Linked DNA regions of Bos taurus: regions 1 and 2 are each linked to region 3. The links are chromatin contacts, called in public Hi-C maps. All regions are on one chromosome and are shown on one strand. Each heading gives the region's core, a stretch centred on a gene start, on an enhancer-like site or on the middle of the called end of the contact. The rest is flanking DNA. Distances are from core to core; before and after follow the strand shown.

Region 1 (4,016 bases), core at 223-2,722, 62 kb after region 3:
AAACTGTTAACCATGTACGTTAGTTCCCTGGCCCAACACAATTCCTACATCCTTTCATGGGTTCAGTTCAGTTCAGTTGCTCAGTCGTGTCCGACTCTTTGCGACCCCATGAACTGCAGCATACCAGGTCTCCCTGTCCATCACCAACTCCCCGGAGTTCACTCAAACTCACGTCCATCAAGTAGGTGATGCCATCCAGCCATCTCATCCTTTGTTGTCCCCTTCTCCTCCTGCCCCCAATCCCTCCCAGCATCAGAGTCTTTTCCAATGAGTCAGCTCTTCTCATGAGGTGGCCAAAGTACTGGAGTTTCAGCTTTAGCATCATTCCTTCCAAAGAGAACTTTAAAGGACTTAGTTCTGAGTTGGTTTTACATACTAGGAAGGCTATAGGTCTGTTTTACATTCTTGTTTTGTTTTCAGGTTATAGTATATTTGCCTTCCATTTTTATTTGCTTGATTAGTAGTAAATCTTTCTGTGAAAGAAAATAAGCAGTTAAATCTTTTCTGAGAAGGATCTTTTGGAATATAAACCTAGTATTTATGGATTGAAGAATAGTTGCATGGTTTATATGTAGCTTGACTGTTTAGGGCTGCGAAGGTTGAAGCTCTGGGGCGGCCTGTTGAGAGGCTATATTTGGCACTGCTTAGTATTAGGAACTCTCCCCAGTGAAACCTATCCACAGTGTTCCACACACGGGGCAAACAGTATTAAATACTCCCAGGATGTTCCTTCTGGTGAATTCAGCAGTCGTTCACCATGTGCCAAGCACAGTGCTGGCATAATCACTAGGGACACTTAAGAAGAAACTTAACAATCCAGCATGCGGAGGGGGAAGGAATAATTGAATTCTTTATCTTTGAGAGTCTTTAATGTAGAAAAGCTTCTTTGGCCCTTGCTGTCAATATTACTGTTTTTGCTTGGAGGAAAAAGTAGAATCTGCATTAAAAAAAAAAATTTATTTGGCAGTGCTGGGTCTTAGTTGCGGCATATGAGATGTAGTCTCTGACTAGGGATCAAACCCAGGTCCCCTGCATTGTGAGCATGGAATCTTAGCCACTGGACCACTAGGGAAGTCTCAGAATCTGTGTTTTTAATGATATAGAAGCCATGTAATTATATACCTTAAGACTTTTGCTTTAAGTAAAGTGTATCTGTTCTTCCAAAGAAAAGTGGTTTGGCGGTGAATGCTTGTGATTCAAAAAGAGTGATGGGTCTGGAAACGGTCCTCTCAGGTGGCTCTGCAAAACACTTTAAAAGATAAACCCTTGCTCCAAGTGACAGGATTGTATCTGAAATGATTTCAGAAGGCTGTTTGAATTATGCACCTGGGTTTTACATTGAAAAGAGGGGGGCATAGAACAACAGTAGTGTCAGTACAAGATGGAGGAGGAGGACATTTTGCAGCTGAGGAGGTTTTATGAGAAAGAACTTGAGGGCCTTAGTGACTCATCTCACTCTGAATCAGCATGTGGTGTGGCTGCCAGAATGAGCAGTCTTAGGATGCATTAACAGTGTCTAAATAGTTTTCAGTATCCCAGTGAAGGAGGACAAACCGGAATTGATTCCGTGGCAAATAGGGGGATGATGTGGATAGGAAACCTCGTCATCTGAAGGATCTTGGAAAGTTCAAGGATATTTGGATCATACCAGCCCTTAGGAGTTTAGGAACTGTGTCCCATGTTTCTGCCTGCTAGCGTGCTGATCACTACTTGTTCAATAGTTGGATTCTTTTATATTGCTGGTGTGGGAACATGGCTGTCTTACTCTAAATGAAACAACATGTTAAAGAAGAGTAGGCATTGCTGAAGAAACAAAATCTCCTTTGGAAGAAGTTTTAATTTGAACAGAAACTAAATGCTAAATGCTTGTAACATGTAAAAGGTGCTAAGCTGTTTTCCAAGGTGGTATTTGTCTGTCTCCCTTATGATTATACAGTGGAAGTGAGAAATAGATTGAAGGGTCTAGATCTGATAGATAGAGTGCCTGATGAACTATGGAATGAGGTTCGTGACATTGTACAGGAGACAGGGATCAAGACCATCCCCATGGAAAAGAAATGCAAAAAAGCAAAATGGCTATCTGGGGAGGCCTTACAAATAGCTGTGAAAAGAAGAGAAGCGAAAAGCAAAGGAGAAAAGGAAAGATATAAACATCTGAATGCAGAGTTCCAAAGAATAGCAAGAAGAGATAAGAAAGCCTTCCTCAGCGATCAGTGCAAAGAAATAGAGGAAAACAACAGAATGGGAAAGACTAGGGATCTCTTCAGGAAAATCAGAGATACCAAAGGAGCATTTCATGCAAAGATGTGCTCGATAAAGGACAGAAATGGTATGGACCTAACAGAAGCAGAAGATATTAAGAGGAGATGGCAACAACACACAGAAGAACTGTACAAAAAAGATCTTCACGACCCAGATAATCACAATGGTGTGATCACTGACCTAGAGCCAGACATCCTGGAATGTGAAGTCAAGTGGGCCTTAGAAAGCATCACTACGAACAAAGCTAGTGGAGGTGATAGGATTCCAGTTGAGCTATTCCAAATCCTGAAAGATGATGCTGTGAAAGTGCTGCATTCAATATGCCAGCAAATTTGGAAAACTCAGCAGTGGCCACAGGACTGGAAAAGGTCAGCTTTCATTCCAATCCCAAAGAAAGGCAATGCCAAAGAATGCGCAAACTACTGCACAATTGCACTCATCTCACACGCTAGTAAAGTAATGCTCAAAATTCTCCAAGCCAGGCTTCAGCAATATGTGAACCGTGAACTTCCTGATGTTCAAGCTGGTTTTAGAAAAGGCAGAGGAACCAGAGATCAAAATGCCAACATCTGCTGGATCATGGAAAAAGCAAGAGAGTTCCAGAAAAACATCTATTTCTACTTTATTGACTATGCCAAAGCCTTTGACTGTGTGGATCACAATAAACTGTGGAAAATTCTGAAAGAGATGGGAATACCAGACCACCTGACCTGCCTCTTGAGAAATCTGTATGCAGGTCAGGAAGCAACAGTTAGAACTGGACATGGAACAACAGACTGGTTCCAAATAGGAAAAGGAGTACATCAAGGCTGTATATTGTCACCCTGCTTATTTAACTTATGTGCAGAGTACATCATGAGAAACGCTGGACTGGAAGAAACAAGCTGGAATCAAGATTGCCGGGAGAAATATCAATCACCTCAGATGCAGATGACACCACCCTTATGGCAGAAAGTGAAGAGGAACTCAAAAGCCTCTTGATGAAAGTGAAAGTGGAGAGTGAAAAAGTTGGCTTAAAGCTCAACATTCAGAAAACGAAGATCATGGCATCCAGTCCCATTTCTTCATGGGAAATAGATGGGGAAACACGGGAAACAGTGTCAAACTTTATTTTTCTGGGCTCCAAAATCACTGCAGATGGTGACTGCAGCCATGAAATTAAAAGACGCTTACTCCTTGGAAGGAAAGTTATGACCAACCTAGATAGCATATTGAAAAGCAGAGACATTACTTTGCCAACAAAGGTTCATCTAGTCAAGGCTATGGTTTTTCCTGTGGTCATGTATGGATGTGAGAGTTGGACTGTGAAGAAGGCTGAGTGCTGAAGAATTGATGCTTTTGAACTGTGGTGTTGGAGAAGACTCTTGAGAGTCCCTTGGACTGTAAGGAGATCCAACCAGTCCATTCTGAAGGCGATCAGCCCTGGGATTTCTTTGGAAGGAATGATGCTAAAGCTGAAACTCCAGTACTTTGGCCACCTCATGCGAAGAGTTGACTCATTGGAAAAGACTCTGATGCTGGGAGGGACTGGGGGCAGGAAGAGAAGTGGACAACAGAGGATGAGATGGCTGGATGTCATCATTGACTCGATGGACGTGAGTCTCAGTGAACTCTGGGAGTTGGTGATGGACAGGGAGGCCTGGCGTGCTGTGATTCGTGGGGTCACAAAGAGTCGGACATGACTGAGCGACTGATCTGATCTGATTTGTCTGTCTCACTCTCCATAATATTTTTAGAGCATAGACATGGAAGAA
Region 2 (4,084 bases), core at 617-3,116, 37 kb before region 3:
GAGAGGAAAATAAACATTTATGATGTCCCTTGCATTTTACACTGTTATCTCACTTAATCCTGCTGCTGCTGCTGCTGCTAAGTTGCTTCAGTTGTGTCCGACTCTGTGCGACCCCATAGACAGCAGCCCACCAGGCTCCCCCATCCCTGGGATTCTCCAGGCAAGAACACTGGAGTGGGTTGCCATTTCCTTCTCCAACGCATGAAAGTGAATCCTAGAAAGGCATTATTTCCCTATTGTATAGATAAGTAAACTGAAGACCAATCAGGATTCCAACAAATATCCATGCTTTTTATAATACATCAGGGGTCACCAACCTCTGGGATCTAAGGCCTGATGATCTGAGGTGGAGCTGACGCAGCAACAGAAACAAAGTGTACAATTATGTAAGGTGCTTGAACCATCCCCAAGTCACCCGCACCCCCGCACCCCATGGAAAACTGGCAAACTGGCCTCCATGAAACTGGTTCCTAACTCCAAAAAGGTTGGGGACCGCTAACCTGCATGACACTATTGCCTAGCAAAACACTCTTCTTCCTTTTTCTTATTTCCTCCAAAACAGGAATTCTTAACCTATGATTCACAGAGTATTTTCGGGGGCCCACAAGTTCCCCCTAAATGTAAGTAAATGTCTGTTTATGTTTGTCTATTTACTATTCCTGGGGAGAAGACCCACAGCTATTATCAACTTTTCAAAAGAGATCCAACAGAGAAAAAGTACAGCACTACTCTGGAGTCACAGGGCCTCCAGCTGCCCGTATTTGGTGGCTGTTCCTGGCATAAGATACAAAGGTGTAATGGGAGTTTGGTCATCTTCTGTAGAGCTGAGTGTCAACAAAAGGCTGCAGATCTGCCCTGCATGCGACCTTCAATAACTCAGTTTGTAAATCGGAAAATAAAGACAAATGGGCAATTCTAGAGGAAGTACGAAGATGCCAAAGAAAACAAACACCTGTCAAGAAATCCCCTTAGTTTGGAGAAAAACATCATCAACCTTACTTTCCAGGCCCAGCCCTCACCAGCAGCCAAACTTTCTAGGATAGACGGTGTCCCACTATTTCCAGGACAAGAAGGGAGCCTGTCCACCTTCACCAGAGGGAGACCACTTACGGCCTACTCTGGCCCACCCCTTACTTTCTTGCTTTCTGGTTAAATCAGTACCTGAGCATCTCACAATGACCACGGCACAGTGTGGGAGACATTATAGTCCAGTAGTCTGAAGCATTAGCTTTGATGTCAGAGAGACTTAGGTTCAAATCCTAACTCGTCTTAGCTGTAAATAGGGGCAAGTTATGCAACATCTGAGTTTTAAAGCGGCGATGTTATCATCCACCTGACGAGTTATTTTGCGGATTAAATGAGATAACAGACGTAAAGTGCATGGCCCAGTGCCTAACGCAGTAAGAGAGCAACAGTGGGAGCTACTATTATCGTCACCGTCGTTGTTGGTCTCTTACGCAATAGCACTCAGGTGGCGGGGGAAGAGGTCTTCGAGCTCCTCCAGCGGCCCTCCAACCTGCCCGGCACTCGGGACGCTCCCAGAGCTAATCTCCGCTCTCGACCCACCAATGAGCCCCTTCCTTCCCTCCAGTTGAACCACTCCCTCCCAGGGCAGGTAGAAGGCGCCTTTCCAGTTGAGACTTGCACCCCGCGCTGGGCCCCTTCCCCAGAACACCTCCATTCCGCCCCACCCGCCGAGGTCACACGCTCCGGTTACCATTTTCTTGCTCTCGGTGCCACGGTTCGCCTGCCTCGACATCGTGCCGGCCGCCTTACCCTGCCTCGCCACAGACCCACTCGGCAACCCCTCCCAACACAGCTCGACCCAGCTAGCTGCCCCCTCAGCGTTAAGAATTGACCGGCACCGACTCACCGCGCCTGCGCAGCTGGCCGCGGGGCACCACGGGACTCGTAGTCCGGCAGACGAGGGTAATTCCCGCGCAATAAACGCCGAACCACAGCACCCAACAGTCCCACTGGTAACACCACGCCTTAGTGCAGCCCAACTACAACTCCCAGAATGCTCCGCGCACAGAGAACTCTTGTAACATGGCTCCCTATCGCCTGGTTTATGGCCACTGGGTGGCGTCCGCAACTTGCAGTAATCCTGTATCATCCACACAATTCTTTCCCACCCTGCCTAACCCTCACTCTGATGCTCCGCAAATTCCTCCCGTCAGGGATGGTCTTGGAAAGTCCCTCTTTCAAACTAGCTTCTTCCGCTGTTGCTGCAATTCAAAGCCAGAAGCTCCCAGGATGTCCCAGAAAACTGGCCATGGCTCCTACACAGATCTGGCTTCTTCTTTACAAAAATATTTGATGACCACCTACCATGTGGCAAGCATTTCACCAATGACTTTCTCTTCGAACGGTCATCTGTCCCCAAGCCCCAAAGGCAGCGAGCACCTGCATCCACCGTGGCTTCCTGATGAAATATCCAGTCTGATAAAGTTCAGGTCAATTTCTCCCTCTCTCTTCCCTAGAACAAGACTGGTTCCCAGAAAAGAAAGATCACTGGCGTTGGTAGCAGCCAGTTCTGGATTTTAATCCTAGCTTTGCCATTTTAGGCAAATTGCTGGCTCTCTCAGTTGTTGTGAAGATTGGTGAGACATGTATGCAGAGCACTTGGCACAAAGTAAACGTGCATTCCCTTTCTTTCAGCCACTCTCTGGACACACAGCCCAGCAAACAGGCCCCAGAAATACGAGGGGGATGAGCTGGCCACACCCTCACCCATCACCAAGGGGAAGTCCTACAGTCCCTGACCATAGTTCTTTGGTTTCAGCTCCAACCATCCCTGCCTGGCTAGTCAGTTCTGAGAGGACTGTGCTATGAGTCCCTGAGCCCCGTCTTCTGACTTAGGCCTGGTAGCCTGACTGGCAGCTGCATTCTAGCCCCTAGTCTTCACCATGACAACGAGCCCGACCAGACTTGAGCCATCCTGGCTGGGGAAGGCTGGGGGGCCCAAGCTGCTCAGCCTGAAAACCAGTACCCAAGATTCCCCCAGTCTGTCCCTCTCGGTGCAGAACCAACTATTATTATACTCTTCTCCCTGTGGCACAGACCTGCTGGGGACTCTCTAGAGGCAGTGACCTTTGACTCTCTGTCCTGTGTCAGTGCCTGGGCTGAGAGCTCTGGGAAAGAGCATGAGGGTCAGTTGAGGGTGGGGATGAGAGCGCAGGGGTGGGCTAGCCCTCAGAGGCCAGCAAAGTTAGAGAAGAACCTTCTGCATTCCCAGGAGAGGACAGCTGAGGTGAAAGCTGCAGTTGGCTGGCCTGTCTGTTGGTCTGGGCTCCTCCCTGCCGGCTGCCCTTGGCTGCCCACAGAAACCTGAGTCACAGTCACAGCCAGCCACTCGACCCCACCCAGCCTGCTGTCAGGCCAGGCGGGTCTGGAGAGATTGAAGGCGGAGCCTCTCCCTGCCCATCTTACAGCCTCTTGAGATTCTTCCCCTCTCTGCCTGTGATTCCTCCTTCTGGCTTCTTTTTCTCTGGGACTCCTCCTCCAAGAGAGAGTCACCAGTCCTGAATCAAGGTGGGGGGGGCGGGGCGGGGTCCATCTCAGGCTAATCTAAAAGATCTCCTCCTGGCTCCTTAGTAACTTCTTCAAGGGCTCTCAGTCCCAACTCCCAATCCCTCTCCATCACCTCTTGGGGGCCAGGACATTTAAGAACAACAGCCACCCCTCTCCCTAGCCTCACCCTGGCTCCTTATCCCAGGAAACTAATGCAGCAGGGACAGCCTCCCATCCCTAGCAGGAGCACCAGAGCCCCCGGCCCCCCCGGCCCCCCCGCCCAAGAACCCAAAAGGTTGAACCTATTTAATCCGGAATCTGAGTTCCTCCTCCCACCAATCCCTCTCTGTTACTTCCCCTCTGCAAGATCTGGAGGGAGGGAAGCGGTATTGCAGCTGGTGTCAACACTGGCCTTTAAGGACATTCCCCACCTCCAGCCCCAGGGAGTGAGCCCTGGAGGTTACAGTTCCCTAGCAGTGTGGTCTGGGTTAGAGACCCCTTCTTGCTGTTGTGCCTTGGGGGTAGGGTGGGTGTGAGAATCTGATGTCTGGTCTCTCAAGCTGCACCCACC
Region 3 (3,865 bases), core at 1,075-3,574:
GTTCGACCCTTAGTCCGGGAACTAAGATTCTCCATGCTCCGTGGAGTGGCTTCCTGAGTGCTGCTCACCCAACGGCTCTCACACCCTTCTTCTCTTCTCTGTGTACCCCCAACCCTGGATTTGTGGCTCCTCTTGATGTCTCAGGGCCTTTGTATGAACTGTGCACGGAGCTGGGACACTGTCCCCTGCCTGCCCTCCTCCCCGCGCCTCCGTAGTTGGCTGATGACTGGTCAATTCTTAAATATGTCTTCTTCCAGGAGCCTTTCTTTGACCCCAGAGCTCTGGACCTACCCTCACACAACAGATGCTTTATCGTAACAATTTGTCTATTAAATGCTCCTCTGCCAGAACCTGAGTCACAAGAGCAGGGACCTTCCAGTCTGGTTGCCAACCTACTGTGTCCTTTGTAGCCCGCAGTGCCTGGCACCCTACAGATGCCATCTGTGTGCAGTAAGTGTCTGATAGGGAAACATGACCAAAAGCGTGGACCCCAGGCCAGCTGGGGGAGTGAGGGGGACTACTAGGAGGGTCGTGTTTCTGTGATTGAGTGTCAGACCAGCAGGGATACTTGCCACGTGTCCCAGAACCTGGGCAAGAATCAGGCAGCAAGTGCCCTGGATCCTGATTAGCTGGGAAGTTTGTTCTTTGAAACCACTGCAGGGCTTTAAGTTGGGAGGTAAGGGACTTCCCTGGTGGTTCAGTGGTTAAGAATCTGCCTTCCAATGCAGCAGATGAGAGTTCTAGCCCTGGTTAGGGAACTAAAATCCCACTCGTCTCAGGGCAACTAAGCCCTCATGCCACAGCTACTGAGCTCTCACACAGCAACAAAAATCCTGCGTGCAGCCACTGGAAAATTAAAAAAGAATGGATGAAAGGGGTATATTGTGATAATCTACGCAGTACATAGTGTCTATAACATTTGATTTTTTTTTGTATTCTAAACTAATGCTGACTCTAAAGAAAATGAGAATATGTATAAAAGTAAGAATAATTAAAAACAATAAAATCCCCTAAGTTCCCTCTACCCAAATGTGAGCAGTGATAGGAACACTCCCTGTTTCTCCACCTGAAGCAGCTGGTAGATAAGCTGGGTAAGGGCTGGAGGGGGACGTTTGTTTTCCTGTGGGGCTACTGGATTTAAGAAATCAAAATACAGGACCCCTGTTAAAGTATGAATTTCAGGTAAACAAGGAATAATTTTTTAGAAGTATATTCAAATATGACATAGAACATTCTTACATTTAAAGTCTTTTTTTTGTTACCTAAATTCAAATTTACCTGGGCATCCTCTATTTTATGTGGCAACCCTAATGCATGCGTGCTAAGTCACTTTGGTCATGTCCGACTCTCTACGACCCTATGGACCCTAGCCCACCAGGCTCCTCTGTCCATGGGATTCTCCAGGCAAGAACACTGGAGTGGGTTGCCATGCCCTCCTCCAGGGGATCTTCCTGACCCAGGATCAAACTCGAGTCTCTTAAGTCTCCTGCCTTGGCAGGCAGGTTCTTTACCGCCTGCCCCACTTGGGAAGCCCAGCAGATCTATACCCTGGTCTTTCTCTTCCCTCTGTCCAGACTGCTAGTCCTTTTATTTTAAGTCTTCATTTGAATACTTCTTACTTTAAAAGTCACTCCAGTTTATTTTTAAAATTGTCATAGAGTTTTCTGCTGTGTCCATGTCCTACATAGTACCCACCCTGGGCCCTGCTGGCCAGGATACGGCAGCCTAGGCCCCCAGGGTCTGCTGGGGGAGGGGAGTGAGAGGGGCAGGGCTCAAAGTCCTGGCACCAGGCCCTGGGTCCTGGCAATTGAGCCTGGATGTTGAGCAGGGGCTCCAAGCACCAGGTACCATGTCCTGGCTCTGAACTCTGGGACCTGGGAACTGGAAACCAGGACCAGGGCAGAGGCCACCAGTGCCTGGTCACTTGGCAGAAGTTACTGGGCTCGGTGGCCGTCCTGAGCCTCGTGTCACTTACTGCCCCCGGTGGGAGGGGTTGCCTAGTTCCCCGTTGTTTTGTAACAGCTGCTGGACTAGGCTAGAGGGGAAATTTAAGGAGCTGAGAGTGGGGTGGGGAGGAAGGGATCTGTAGGTTGGGCAAGGCGACTTGGACAGGCTCCGGGGGGTGGGGGTGGAGTGACAGCAGGTTGGAGCTCCAGGCCTCAGGGAGGTAGGCAGTAGGGTCCTGGGGGCAAAGACAAGATAGGTGGTGGGAAAAGCGATACCCTTTAGACCCTCTGTCTTTATAGCCTCTGGTTCCCTGATCTCCTGACCCAGCTCCCAGGTCATGGCAACTGGGGTGATGAGTGTGGGCTGAGGGAGCACTGATGCCAAAGGCTTGTCTCATGACTCAGAATACAAGATCCAGCCAGAGCAGATGGCATGGCTGAGAGTGAGAAAAGGAGACCAAGAGATAAACGGAGATAAACAGGGACATCACTAGAGAGAGACTAGAGAAACAGGACAGGATGCAGAATGAGAGACTGAACGGCCACCCACAGCAGTGGGTGCCGCGTGGGAGGGAGGGGTCAGTGGCTGCCAGGCCAGCGAGCCTTTCCTCTGTCTCTTCCTAGACCCTGCCTGTCTGAGTTCCTCCCCTACTGCGTCCCGTCCCAGAGTTTCTCAGGCTCAGCACTGTTGGTGTTTGAGGCAGGACATTCTCTGATGCGGGACTGGGGGGGTGGCTTTCCCGTGTGTTGTAGGATGTTTAGCAGCATCCCTGGCCTCTGCCCACCAAATGCCAGGAGCACCCTTCCCCTGGAAGTGTGACAACCAAAAATGTCCCTGGGCATTGCCAAACGTCCCCTGGGGAAGAACTGCCCGGATGAGCTTCCCTGCTCCCAAGTAGATCGTGTGCTTGAGAGGCAATGCCCGGTTCCTGGCTCATTCTAGTTCTCCCATCTAGAACCAGCCCTTGTGCGCCCCCACTGTGCCCTGCTTAGCTTCAAAGCCAGGGATACTGGGAGAGTTGCCGAGACTGAGACGGGGTCTGAAGATAAGATCTGCTGAAGCAGCGGTGAACACGGTCCCTGCCCTCGTGGCGTTTCTGGTCTTCTTCCATTCAGAAGGCACCACAGGGTGTTGAGGGGTGCCCTAGGGGGTGCATTGTGAGCGGGCATACACTCTTGTCTCAAAAGGAGTAGGGAAAGATGGGTCCCCAAGTATGTCAGGACTAGGTATTTGGGGTTTGGTTCTGTTTGTTTTAATTTATTTGGCTGCGCTGGGTCTTAGTTGCGGCATGCAGGATCTTCGATCTTCACTGCAGCACTCAAACTCTTAGTTCAGCCTGTGGGATCTAGTTCCTAGACCAGGGATTGAAGCTGGGCCCCCTGCAGTGAGAGCGCAGCGTTAGCCGCTGGACCACCAGGAAAGTCCTAGGGACTAGATATTTGCAGCAAGTATTCATTTTACCCACAATACTCAGATGTCAGACATGTATATTTATTTATTTCTCTAAATCACATTATCTGCTCCAAACCCCCTGCCCACCAAGCTGGTGGGAAATTCATTCATGGTCATGTCTGGGGAGTCCTCTACCCAGTGTCATGCTGGTAAAATGATTTCAAATGGCTTTAGGGAAAGGTTGGGGTGGGTGGGGTTGTGGTCTTAAGGAGACATTTGTAGCATCCGCCCATTTCCATGGTGTAAATACTTCCACCACAGCTGACTTCTAGCTGCCAACCTGACATTACTGAAGGAGTTACTGGGAAGAAGCCAGCAGCGGTGCACCATTATGTAGCATTTCCACCACGCAGAAGGGAATAACTCCAAGAGCATGTGCAATAGCAAAATGTAGTAAAATAATTAGGCAGTGACAAGCTTTGAATGCTATTACTTTCGAATACATGGCATTTAATTGTAAGTTTAC

The links. Hi-C and Micro-C count contacts between places; a contact is called where the count stands out from the background.
Region 1: a contact with region 3 is called in a Hi-C map of skeletal muscle, with 3 times the contacts expected there. The contact joins two enhancer-like sites. A contact is called at or near these places in 3 of 11 Hi-C or Micro-C datasets (liver, skeletal muscle and skin fibroblasts).
Region 2: a contact with region 3 is called in a Hi-C map of liver, with 2.0 times the contacts expected there. The contact joins the promoter of TRAPPC3 here to the enhancer-like site in region 3. A contact is called at or near these places in 2 of 11 Hi-C or Micro-C datasets (liver and skin fibroblasts).

Annotation. Positions count from the first base shown.
Region 1 is chr3:109,575,122-109,579,137 of ARS-UCD2.0, reverse strand. All of the region lies in intron 2 of THRAP3 (thyroid hormone receptor associated protein 3), which reads left to right. Among named protein-coding and RNA genes, the nearest start is that of SH3D21, 26 kb to the right of the region's middle. Within about 2 kb of position 1,472, at least 7 of the 102 cell types and tissues checked have an H3K27ac peak or open chromatin away from gene starts, as enhancers often do. A contact at or near this core is called in skeletal muscle, where this site is marked.
Region 2 is chr3:109,674,716-109,678,799 of ARS-UCD2.0, reverse strand. It overlaps TRAPPC3 (trafficking protein particle complex subunit 3), which reads right to left and starts at 1,866. Exons shown (of 5, transcript NM_001076120.2): 1 at 1,718-1,866. The coding sequence starts at 1,759.
Region 3 is chr3:109,637,915-109,641,779 of ARS-UCD2.0, reverse strand. No RefSeq gene overlaps it. Among named protein-coding and RNA genes, the nearest start is that of THRAP3, 15 kb to the right of the region's middle. Within about 2 kb of position 2,324, at least 20 of the 102 cell types and tissues checked have an H3K27ac peak or open chromatin away from gene starts, as enhancers often do. A contact at or near this core is called in liver and skeletal muscle, where this site is marked.